Linked DNA regions of Sus scrofa: region 1 is linked to region 2. A link is a contact called in public targeted proximity ligation data. All regions are on one chromosome and are shown on one strand. The core of a region is the stretch at or near the end of the contact, and the rest is flanking DNA. Distances in the headings are between cores, read along the strand shown. Region 1 overlaps ADCY9 (adenylate cyclase type 9). Region 2 holds the start of SRL (sarcalumenin).

Region 1 (3,327 bases), core at 475-2,974, 110 kb after region 2:
GTTCTTATTCAGTTATCATTTATACACATGGAAAACCAGCATACCCTTTTTTGGGCAAAGCTCCAGCATAACTCCTTGTGCATAATTTCCAGGATTTTTATGTAATGCTCTTAAATTCTGTTCACTTCTTCTTCTTCTTTTTTTTTTTTTTTTCCTTTCAAAGAAAAATATGCTATTGAAAGCAGCTTTTGGTCCATTTATATCTGTGTTTGAATTGTGTAGGAAATAATAACTTTGGTTTTTTTTTTTTTTTTTTTACCACATAGTTTGTAGACTGGAAGAAAACCTGCATGCAGGTGGTTTATTGTCTTGTTTATGGGTTTCAACATGCACTGTCCCATTAAGGCTTCAGCATTTTAAGTGAAGGAGGCTATTGCACATGGATTTCATTCGTTTTGCCCTTTATTAAGTGTTAACATTCCAAGTGTGGATTGCATTGCATTCTGTAGCTGCATAAATGAGTTCTTTTCCCCACAAGAAAGTGCTTCTTAGGGTCATTAATGTTAATTTTTGTTTTATGAGTGAGCTGTCTAAAACCAGGGGAGGGGGATGTTTCTGAAAGAAGAGTGCTTTTATTAGAACCATCTTATTTGCAAAAGGAAATTTGTTGGATAGATTAGCTTTTCATTTTAAGATGTTTTTTCCACTCACTAATTAGGCACTTTGGGGACACTGTTTTAATCTCTAGGGTCCTCAGTTTCCTCCTGTTTGTAAAACATAAAGTTTGAAGGAGATGTGCTCTCGCTTCCCCACCATCCTCTCAGAATAGCCGAGTTTCGGTGACTGGAACGTCGGCCACGTTCTTCATACGAAGGACTGGTTTCTTCCTCATCCCTTGTTTAAACGGTGAACCCTCATTTAGATAAATTTAGCATATGGAAACTCAGATTTACAGAACCGCTAAATTGCAGGGCATGGTGAGATTCTTAAGGTTTTAAGGGATTCTTTACTTCCTTTAAATATGAGTAAATAAGACTGGGTTACAGAAGTATAATTTACACACGGTTTTTTGGGACCACATTTGTTGTATCAAGCCAGGGTATCATTAGAGGAACCCCATTTGATTTTGAAAGTTCGAGAAATTCTTTCGAAAGGGTTGGAGAAAAATGTGAAGTGATTACGTTTTTTAAAAATGTGCTTCAGTTCCCGTTTGAACATTATTTTGGAGAGCGATTGGAAGGTTAGTTTCTAAGAGAATGAATTTCACTTGTGTTGGCAAGTTTTTCACGAGTAGAACAGAACAAACACCGGATTAATAATGTTCTTAGCGCTTATTCCATTAACAAAAGACTCACTTGCTCCTGGAAGTGTGTTCCTGGAGCTGCCGGCTGCCTGGTTAGTGAGCCAGGGTCCTGTGTATTTTCTGTAGAGTTAGTGTGACTTTCGTAGCCCCCAAATTAAGGTAGACAGTGGAAAGCGTCTGCCTTTGACCTCCTCATTAGAAACTAGAAGTCACCAATGATAAATGGAAACCCAGGATTTAATTATAAAGGATTTATGAGGTTTGAATGGTTTTCTTATCCTCTCTTATAAATAGCAAAGGGGCTCATGGAAAGTAATATAACATTTTCTGTGATTTGCATGACTGGCGAAGCAAAGTCAGCAGGACAAACACTCCACTTTGTCCTGAAAGACGGTGTTGACACTGGGTACGTTTGTCATCCGACCCCGGAGAGAGTTTCACCTCAACAAAGGCCCAGCTTGTGAAACTGTAGCTTCCCTTAGAGAAACTGTTATTCACAGCCTGTGGAGTCATATGTTTTCTACCAGCTAAAGCGACTGACTCAGTGTGTCAGTAATTGCAGGAGGTTAAAAACTTTTAGAACTACCATGCAAACAAAACATTTCAAAGGACTTGTATGGCCTCTAATACACATTCCATGGTGCCTTTCTCAGCTGGAATCACTTAATTAACTCTCTGTTCTTTCTGGCTCCCGAAAGAAATTGTGATTTATGAACACGTTCAGAGCTGGTGATTCTAAGATAGCCACTTTGTCCCTCTGCCATTTGAAGTTCAAATGGAAATGTTTGCTTTCATAGCTCTAGTCATGATGTTACTTTATTTAGTAGCTATTAAATTTCCAATTCCATACACTCCTCTGGAGGGGTTCCAGTTTGCACTAAGGTTTCTGTTTCTTTCGACAACATTGCTCGTGGTGTGTGGAACTTTCTTGAACAAAGAATATGAACAAGGTTCTCTTTGGAGTGGATGATTTTAAGTGATTTTTAGCATATGCATAGATATGTGCCACCATCACCACAATCAGTGTTTTTTTAAACATTCAAGTGTAGTCGATTTACAATGGTGTGTTGGTTTCTCCCGCACAGCAAGGTGGTTCAGTTGTACATACATACATATATATATATATATATGCATCCCTTTTAAAATATTCTTTTCCATTATGGTTTATTGTAGGACACTGCATAGAGGTCTTTCAGTAGGACCCTGTTGTTTGTCCGCTCTATGTATAATAGCTTACATCTGCTAACCCCAACCTCCCACTCCATTCCTCTCCCAACTCTCTCCCCCTTGGCCAGCACAAACCTGTTCTCTTTGTCCATGGATGTGTTCCTGTTTTGTAGATAGTTCATTTGTGTCATATTTTGTTTATTTATTTTTGCTTTATTGGGCCGTACTCACAGCGTATGGAGGTTCCCAGGCTAGGGGTCCAATTGGAGCTGTAGCTGCCGGCCTACAACACAGCCACAGCAACGCAGGATCCGAGCCATGTCTGCAACCTACACCACAGCTCACGGTAACGCTGGATCCTTAACCCACTGAGCAAGGCCAGGGATCGAACCTGTAACCTCATGGCTCCTAGTCGGATTTGTTAACGGCTGAGCCATGATGGGAACTCCTGTGTCATATTTTAGATTCCATATATAAGTGTTATCATATGGTACTTTCTCTTTCCTACTTACTTCGTTTTGTGTGGTAATCTCTAGTTGCGTCCGTGTTGCTGTGAATGGCATTATTGTGTTCTTTTTGATGGCTGAGTAGTATTCCATTGTGTGTATGTACCACATCTTTCTCCATTCATCTGTCGATGGACATTTTGGTTGTTTCCATGTCTTGGCTATTGTGAATAGTGCCACAGTGAACCTGGAGGTGCATGTATCTTTTTAAATTATAGTTTTGTTTGGATATATGTCCAGGAGTAGGATTGCTAGATCATATGTCAAGTCTATTTTTAGTTTTCTGAGGAACCTCTCTACTGTTTTCCATCGTGGTTGTACCAACTTAACATCTCCACCAACAGTGTAGAAGGGTTTCCTTTTTTCCACACCCTCTCCAGCATTTGTTATTTGTAGTCTTTTTAATGACGG
Region 2 (3,327 bases), core at 340-2,839:
TGTCATATATGGCCAAAATTACCCGCAGAGCAACATCCAGACTGATGTTTGAGCAGACGGCTGGGCACCATGATCTCATCAAGGTGACACAGTTAACCTCCACGTCCTCTCTCGTGTGAGGCTCACCTCCAGTGTGGCTGGTGTGCCCTGGCTCACGTACCAGGTCCGGTGTCACGTGCTTTCCTTGGCTTGTTTGATGTCGTCCTCCTAACACTTGTATGTCGTAGGTCCTGTTTTCAACTTGAGTTTAGAGAGATGAGCTCTTCGTTCGAGAGAGGTTAAGTAGCTAGCCTAAGGTTGTTCAGGGAACAACTGGTTTGAAGCCACATAAAAAAAAAACAAAACCCACATGGTATGATTCCATTTTTATCGAAATCTAGGAAATGCCGACTAATGTGTAGTGACAGCAGCTGTTTGGTTGCCACGGCAGGTGTAGGTGTAGGTGGGAAGGGATGAGGGGAATGCTGGGGAGTGAGGCATCTGTCTTGATTGTGGTTGTGTAGATCTGCACGTCAACATGTATCGAGGCGGTCACTTTTTTTTTTTTTTTTTTTTTTGTCTTTTTGCCATTTCTTGGGCTGCTCCCTCGGCATATGGAGGTTCCCAGGCTAGGGGTCGAATCGGAGCTGTAGCCCCCAGCCTACACCAGAGCCACAGCAACGTGGGATCTGAGCCATGTCTGCAACCTACACCACAGCTCACGGCAATGCCGGATTGTTAACCCACTGAGCAAGGGCAGGGACTGAACCCACAAACCTCATTGTTCCTAGTCTGATTCGTTAACCACTGCGCCACGACGGGAACTCCACCTTTTTTTTTTTTTTTTTTTTTTGGCCACTTCTGTGAAAGTCCCAGGCCAGGGATCCAACCTGCGCCACAGCAGGGACCTGAGCCGCAGCAGTGAGGACCCTGGATCCTTAACCCGCTCATGGAGTTTTACACTTTGAATGGGCTGTTTGCTGGAGTCATTAAACTGTTTTCAAGGTAAAGCACACGGAAGACGCCTCTCTGCCTTTCGCCCTGCCCTCCGAGGCCGACTACCACCCTCCAGGGACACCCTCTCCAGCCAGATCAGCCAGAGCTCGCTCGGCCGCCCCGCCTGGAGAGCTGGCTTTCGGGGGTGTCACGTGCCCTCCAGAAAAATTGCATCAAAGAGCCCCTTGCACAGGCACCTCGGGAAGGAGCTCGTCCTGCGCTCGCTGGCTTAACTCGCCCCGTCGCATGTCCCTCCTCGCATGTCCCTCCTCGCTCTCATTTCCCCTCTCCGAGGCCCGGGAAGGTGATGCTCCTTGCCATTGACCTCAGAGGTCATGCGGGGCGGGCTCTACCCTCCTGACCTCCTGACCCTTGGGGAGGGGCTACCACGGTGCCGGTGGCTGGCAGGTGGGCCCTTGGTTCACAGAACTGAGGCGTGTGAAGGTTGCCGATGGCCCAGTCTTCGGATCAAGTTACTGCAGATCCTGGGAAGATTCAGTTCCTGACTCTGAGACCTGGGCCAAAGGACGCCCCGCTTCTTCTCCGCTGCTCCGCGCCCTGTGACCCCTGTCACATGACCCCGGGGCTGCTGGGGGAGAGAATCCTGCCGGGGGGGCCCTGCCTTCGGGGGTGGCAGCTGGCGCCGCCCTGGCAGGGCGAGCCTGCCGGGGTCTGCGCTGCTTCGCCATCCCACGTCCGCCCAGTTGCCCTAGTGACTGTGTGACCCTTCTCCACACCACCCCCACCCCCGCGCTGCCACCCGCCCTATAAATAGAGGCGAGGAGCAGCTGGGCTCTCTTGGCAGTCACCATGAGGGCGCTGGTCCTGCTCTGCTGCTTCATGGCCTCGCTCCTGCTCCCAGGACAAGCAGGTACGACTCTCACCCCGTCAGCCGGGCCAGACGGCGACCCCCGCGTGCCCTGAGGTTTTACGTTTACCGTGGGGCGGGGGGCAGGGGGTTGGGCGTGAGCTGGAGGGTGACCCTCCGTGACTCCTGGGGCAGACAGCAGACCTTGCTCCCAGCTGGTCTCACCCAGGAAGCCCTGGGTGCAGAGGGGCCTGAGAGCCGTCAGGGGCTCGTGGGGAGGCCAGACGGGTTGAAGCCAGTGAGCCAAGAGGTGCAGCCAGGGGTCGGGGAGAAGGGCTGGCTACTGGATGTTGTGGAAGAGGACCCTGAAAGTCAAGACCGGAGCCTCCTGGCTGGACAGATGACCCCGATCTCGGAGGTGGAGTGGCCCCTGGAGGCTGTTGAGGTGACCCTCCCACCTGGTGGAGAGCGGGCTGGGGCCTGGCTTTGCATGAGTGGGGAGGGGGCCATGGCTCAGGAGCACTAGGACAGCATGGGGGTCAGTTTGGGACAAGGTGGGAAAGAAGCGCTGGGGATCGGGCTGGAGCCCGACTTGGACTCCCTGCCGGGGAGGGCTGGGTGCCAGTCCTGCAGGGCAGCTGTGCTAGGCTGGGGGCTTCGCTGGAAAGGGCCGGGGTCTGCAGGCTGAGGCTTTTCCTTGACGTCTCAGCACTTTGTGCAGCGGAGGTGGCTCTGGTTACAGCGTGGGGGTTATTTATAGGTGTGGAGGGGGTACCGGAGCGCTTTGCCACCTCTGTTTCTGAGACTTCTGGGGCTGAGTTCCCCTTAGGGGTGCTTCAGGGGTGCTCTGGGGATCCCCGGAAACCTGGGACCCCCACTTTGCCTTTCCATGACTGCAGGCTTCATTTGCACGGGGGATCATGGGGCTTTTGAGGTTCTGTTTCTTGAGGTCCCAGACTCAGCCAGGAGGTCTGGCAGGAGCAGAAGCCGTGCCCTCAGGGGTCAGATACCCAGGCAGGGGGCTCCGGCCTCGCATGTGCCGCTGGGCCCTGCCCTTGTCTGCCCTTGAGTTAATTTGGGCTCCGTGGGGCTGCAGCAGCCGGGGCTGCGAGGATTCCAAGCGGCTGTCAGGTGGCTAAGTATGGAAACAGCCACGTAATTGGATCCTGAGCCCAGGGGCCACTGCCACCCTCTCCCCCTGGCCACCCCTCCCCTGCTCCGCCCAGCCCCAGCTGCCACCTCCTTGGCTTCCAGGCAGCTCCAGGAACTTTTAGCCTTTTAGGGGCATCCTTTATCTTTCCTCCCAGCAAGGGAACTGGACTTCTGGAAGGTTCTACAGGCCTCCCTGGGGGATCTTGCTGTTGGGAAAGGAGGCAGGCGGGTGCTTGGTGCAAAGCTCCTCTCTCTGCAGGCGCTTTCCCTCCTGGACCCTGTGTGCCCCTGGCCTGGCTTCCGGGGACGGGCTGTCCACTGGTGTGCAAGGCTCCTGCCCTTCTCGCCCCTGCTCACGCAGGTGGCTTCTTCCCTGGGGGTGGGTCGGGGGT

Evidence for each region.
Region 1: a targeted proximity ligation map of skeletal muscle shows a contact between it and region 2. A contact is called at or near these places in 7 of 47 Hi-C or Micro-C datasets (embryonic fibroblasts, fetal skeletal muscle, heart right ventricle and 2 more) and 1 of 2 datasets of targeted methods (skeletal muscle).

What each region holds. Positions count from the first base shown.
Region 1 is chr3:38,186,032-38,189,358 of Sscrofa11.1, forward strand. The region is part of intron 3 of ADCY9 (adenylate cyclase type 9); the gene reads left to right. Among named protein-coding and RNA genes, the nearest start is that of ADCY9, 70 kb to the left of the region's middle.
Region 2 is chr3:38,071,790-38,075,116 of Sscrofa11.1, forward strand. SRL (sarcalumenin) reads left to right here and starts at 1,590. Exons shown (of 6, transcript XM_021086705.1): 1 at 1,590-1,846. The coding sequence starts at 1,786.